Linked DNA regions of Mus musculus: region 2 is linked to region 1. A link is a contact called in public Hi-C data. All regions are on one chromosome and are shown on one strand. The core of a region is the stretch at or near the end of the contact, and the rest is flanking DNA. Distances in the headings are between cores, read along the strand shown. Region 1 overlaps Gucy2c (guanylate cyclase 2c). Region 2 holds the start of Art4 (ADP-ribosyltransferase 4).

What was found. A called contact is a pair of places that touch in the nucleus more often than the background predicts.
Region 2: a contact with region 1 is called in a Hi-C map of the Ba/F3 cell line, with 2.5 times the contacts expected there. The contact joins the promoter of Art4 here to the enhancer-like site in region 1. A contact is called at or near these places in 2 of 39 promoter capture datasets (the C10 cell line and embryonic stem cells), 16 of 484 Hi-C or Micro-C datasets (B cells, the Ba/F3 cell line, the C10 cell line and 11 more), 1 of 115 datasets of contacts at active chromatin or transcription factors (memory CD8 T cells) and 1 of 9 other capture datasets (liver).

Annotation. Positions count from the first base shown.
Region 1 is chr6:136,742,544-136,745,401 of GRCm38.p6, reverse strand. Gucy2c (guanylate cyclase 2c) reads left to right here. Exons shown (of 27, transcript NM_001127318.1): 10 at 1,375-1,486. Among named protein-coding and RNA genes, the nearest start is that of Gucy2c, 38 kb to the left of the region's middle. Within about 2 kb of position 1,516, at least 62 of the 459 cell types and tissues checked have an H3K27ac peak or open chromatin away from gene starts, as enhancers often do. A contact at or near this core is called in B cells, the Ba/F3 cell line, LSK cells and 4 more, where this site is marked.
Region 2 is chr6:136,856,299-136,859,015 of GRCm38.p6, reverse strand. Art4 (ADP-ribosyltransferase 4) reads left to right here and starts at 1,416. Exons shown (of 3, transcript NM_026639.2): 1 at 1,416-1,853. The coding sequence starts at 1,773.

The DNA of each region.
Region 1 (2,858 bases), core at 267-2,766:
GTGACACCAGAAATTTGAGACAGCATTTCAGAATCTATAGTTTTTGTTACTATATTGGACCTTTAATGAAATACTATATTTGGGGGCCAGTGAGATGGCTCAGTGGGTAAGGGTGCTCAACTCTAAAACAGACAGCCTGAGTTTGATCCCCAAGACTCACGTGGTAGAAGGAGAGATTGGATTCCTGAAAATTGTCCCCTGACCACCACATGAATGATATGTATACCCACCTCCCAAATAGAAAAAAAGAAGAGAGAGAGAGAGAGAGAAGGGGAGAGAGAGAAAGAGAGGGAGGGAGGGAAGGAGGGAGAGAGGGAGGGAGGGAAGGAGGGAGAGAGGGAGGGAGGGAAGGAGAGAGGGAGAGAGAGACAGGCAAAGAGGCAGAGACACAGAAAGAAAAAAAGAAAAAAGAAAGAAAGGAAGGAAGAGGGAAAAAGAGAAGGGAGGGAGGGAAGGCAGGGAGAGAAGGAAAGAAGGAAGGAAGGAAGGAAGGAAGGAAGGGAGGGAGGGAGGGAGGGAGGGAGGGAGGGAGGGAGGGAGGGAGGGAGGGAGGGAGGGAGAAACTTTAAGAGGAATATAAAGTTGATACACATGCCATGGAAAATTTTTGTGTCATATCCCCCAAATGCTTCAGTTACTAACAGGAACCACACAAAGAGACCCACATGCTCATCCAAAGAGATGAAGACCCTACTGTCCTCGGAAGAGACACAAAGACGTGTGTGAGAGACCTTTCCTCACCACACTTCCACTGTTCCCTACACAGGTCTCCCAAAACAAATTTGGTCAAACTTCTCAGCATTTGACTGCTTCCAACCTCAGTACATAGTGTGTGTATTGGGGAGAACCTAGCAATTAGCTCTCAAAACATGGAGCTATCAGAATACTAGTCTATACTCAGGGTAGGTATCAATAGAGAGTTGATAAGCCACACCCTAGCATACAGGCTAATTTTGACCTTCTATATATGCAACTATAGGTTCTATCCTTCAGACTCAAGTCTCTAAATGTAAATTTCCCATGGAGAATATTTTGAGGGAAGGATAGTGACTGTAGAAGGTAGCCCTGTTTCAAACATATTGCACACAGCATTGTCAATACCTAGAGCACTAATTCAAAGATAGCCTGTAATAATGTTTCCATTAGCAGATAACGTCACGTGAAGGCTTTATTCATAGAGGCTTAATTAACAACTGGTAATGATGGCTCATATCTGTAATCCCAAAATTTGGGAAGCTGAGGCAGGAGGATTAAGAGATCGAGATCACGTCCCCAAAGCCACACACACACACACAGTCAGCCTCATCACACATTGCTCTAAAATGTTCTCATGATTTTCTTTTCTTTTTGCCTTTGTTTATGGCTCCAACACAGTACAAGGTTCTTATGAAGTATGACACCCACAAAAACAAAACTATTCCGGTGGCTGAGAACCCCAACTTCATCTGGAAGAACCACAAGCTCCCCAATGACGTTCCTGGGCTGGGTAAGCCGTTCTTGCTGAGTTTCCTTCTCTCGATGTGGTTTCCGCGCAAGCTGTAGGCAGTTAGCTTGTTTATCTTTTCTTCTCATCTTGCCTAGACTCTCCAGGTTTGTGGCTGGGTTTTACAAGCCCAGTGAGTTCTGGTTAGACCCATCCACATTCGAACCCTGTCTTGAAGATGGTTTCCATATAAGCGGGACCCCCTAGAAAACAAAGTCAGAAAATCAGCAAAATTGAATAGACATAAAAATGTGTACTTTATCCTGTTACTGCTACAGACTCAATGTTTTAAGCAAGGAATATTTGCTGGATCTCACCTCTCCTCAGCTTTGCTCAGCACCTCAGGAAAGGATCTGTCTAGCCCTGTGTGACGCCTGCACGGTACTCACGCCACATTTGCTTGTTCATGTGTCTTTTTACAACATACTGTACAAGATTGGGGTCTAATAGTCACTGATACCTGTTGCTGAAGCATACTGCACTGGAATAATTGAATAATTATGTATTCAATTATTCAATATATTCAATACATTCAATATGTAATTTATTCTATATAATCTACAATATATATTGTAACATTAATATCATAAGAATATATAATGTTATATAATATTATTAAATATAATATAGTGATATATTATATTATATTAATTACACACACACACACACACAAACACACACACACACACACACACACACTGGACCCAGCACTAAAACCATTAATTTAGATGAAAAGGCAGGTCCAGGGTAGCATAGCCAAAGACAATTGCGTTAACATGAGTCAGTTTGCTTTGATTACAACTAAAAGCTTTCTCCTCTAGCAAAGCAGCCTGTTTACCGAGTTCCCTCCAGCCCTACTGTCCTAGGACTTAGAAATCACCCTGCTGTTCACTGTACATTCTTTGAGAAGCCGGCAGAATGCAACAACCAGAATAGCCACTAGAGGGCACAGATGGTTTGCCTTAGAAGTAGCCTGAACCTGACTTAACAGAGAAGCAAAATGAAAATGCGGTTGAATTTTAAACAACTGCATTTAGCCAGGTGGCTCACATCTGTAATCACAGTGTTGGGAATACCGAAGGGAATATTACCATGAGTTGAGGCAATCCTCGGCCACAAAATGAGATCCAGGCCAGCCTGGACTACTGAGTATGACCCTGTCTAAACAACAATGAACTGATTTCATTTAAATAGCATGTTTAAATATCTAATTATGGTCATTATGTCTAGCACAGGGGGTGCTCATTATGTAGGCAGGTAGGGACTGAAATGACCTGAGTGGCTCAGACTCATGCTCTGGCATGGGGGTGTATGATGCCACAGTGTGGAGTTGTATTTTTTCTACAGACTTCCTCTTTGTCTGGGGCTAGGGGTG
Region 2 (2,717 bases), core at 167-2,666, 110 kb before region 1:
CGAGCTACACACACACACACACACACACACACACACACACACACACACACACACATTAATAGTAAATGTTACAGTGCTGGCTGCTGATGCAGCTGCATTGGTCGAGTGCTTGTCTAGCATAAAGGCCTGGCAGTCTGACCCCCCAGTACCATAGAAACAGGTTATGATGGCTTACCCCTGCTATTCCAGTACCCAGGAGATAGAGACAGAGGATCAAAGATTGAGTGTCAGCCTCAGTTCCATATTGAGTTCAAAACCAGCCTCGGATATATGAGACACTATCTTGAAAAAAACCCTTGAAAAATTAATCATTAGGGCTGGAAAGACGGCTCTGCTGGGAAGGCACTGGCCATGCAGCTCACAGGAACTCATCAGGCAGAGCAACAACAGAACAAACGCAGCACGCGCCTGCAGTCCTAGTATGGGGACGCAGACACGGGGCTTCTCAATCCACTACCAAATCTGTGAGCTCCAGGTTCACTGAAAGCCCGGATCAAAAACTAAGGTGGAGAGTGAGGGGTAGGAAGACACTCAAGTTGAACACACACACAAGCACACACACACACACACACACTTGTGAGAAACAAACAAATAAATAAATAAAACATTAATGGGAAACAAACAGTATACAAAGTCTTGTGATTTCACTTCTGCTCTGTGTGTGTGTGTGTGTGTGTGTGTGTGTGTGTGTGTGTGTGTTGTGGGTATAAAGCCAAAATGTAAATCAAAATAGTGGCTTTCTCCAAGCAATCATTTTGAATAATTAGCGTTCCTTCTTTTATGCTTCTATGACTTGGGAAACTTCAGACAGACCAATATTTAACGTGGTAAAAAGAAAGCAGGACCACAATTCCCAAGAACGGAATTTGGTTCTTGTCACAGTTAGATAAGAGGCAGGGAACATAAACAACGTCTGCGAGCCAGCAGACTCTGAAAGGTCGGGAGTAGTGGAAGGACAGCCAGACTTGAGCAGGAAATGTGGTTAACAGTGGAAAGTCGGACTTAACTCCTGCCTGCGGGCCTCATTGCAGATTACAATAGATAGAAAACCTGAAGCTCTCAAAAGAAATAAACATTCAAAGCTGTGACTCCAACAGCCCCCGTCTCTGAACGGGGATGTTTCAAACACACCGTGGAGAGGCAGCAAAGAACACACAACATTAAAAGCCTGTGCTGCTGGAGGGCAATCATTCCAGGGCAGGGCTATCAGCACTGCCAGATGAGCCTGACACAGGTCCACCTTAAGATCGCATCTCCCCAGCTGCGCTTCATGTGCCACTGCAGTGGCTCACAGGGAAAGCCTGGGGCTGCAGATAATGGGACTTGGCCCGAGTACTCCTGGAGCATGCCTTTTCTTGTCGATCTGGGAAAGGCAAGGCTGAACTGCACAGCCTGACCCTGAACAGACCCTTGGCATTCCCCTGCATGCCGACTAGACAGAGAGACGGTTTTTGCCTTCTTTACACTGAAAACCATTCTGTGCCGCGCACATCTGGCCCTTTCGCGGAGACTTCAACACTGCAAAGGCGCTAGACTTCTACCTTGGAGGAAACTGTCGGTTGTTGAGGTTGTTGATATTCAACAGAAGTCACAGTTGCGGCAGGAGCAGAACCTCAGACACAGCCGGAAAAGAAAATGCCAAAGGAGGACTCTAGAGCGTATTCTGGGACGAGGCTTTCAGAATAAAGAAGTGTTGCTGACACAAACCACCAAGCTGCCCACTGACCAGTAGATCTAAGAGAACGTGTCTACCAAGTGCTACAGACAGGAGGATGGCGCTGTGGCTTCCAGGAGGGCAGCTCACCCTGCTGCTACTGCTCTGGGTCCAGCAGACACCCGCGGGGAGCACTGAGGTAGGGGCTATCGAAAAGTTGGTCTCTCATGATCAACGATGCACCAACAGGCTATTCACCTGGGGGCCACCTAATTGCTAAGAACTTAGCCACTGGCAATCTAAGAATAAACAATGTTAGTAAAGAGTGACAGGGAAAATTGCTATAAAAATTAAAAATTTTTAAGTCATAAATCTGGCATAATTGATGTGAGTGCCATTGAGTTATTTTCCCGATTCTTTTAAGTATTAAAGCAATGATTCCACCGGGGCAATAATGTAGACTAACCTGTTTAACTCAAAACCGCTTTATACAGATAGCACACATTTGGAGTATCCTAATTTTAAATATCTATAAACTAAAAATAAGCTAATGATAATGGGTGACACAGGAAACATTTGAGATCTGGAGACATGTTAAAAATGTGTCAGAGTTCATTTTGATATTTGACAGAATGTGATTCTTGGCTTGGATTAATGGAAGCTTGTTTTAAAATCTGGTGCACTGGTTCACATCATCCAATCAGTCTGTAAAATTGACTCTAGATTGTATGTAACTAGACAGCATGACATCATAAATCACACGGTTAAAATACCAAACCGTGTGTTCTCTAGCTCCGCCCCCAACAACGCTGGCCTTGGGCAGAATCTTGCCTTTTGGTGAGTGCTGCTCATGAGAAAAGCATCGTTGTTTTGCCCAGAAATGGTTGAGTGTAGGTGATGCTGATACAGTTCTCACTAACGAGCTGACCGAAGCCAGGGAGCCTCCTTTCGGCACCCTCTAGACAACATTCAACTGTTTCCCCACCTCCAAGAGGGGTGTACTTTCCAGCCCCTCGCTCACCAAGAGGAGGTGCTCCCAGGCACGGCCCCACTGCTCCCCTGA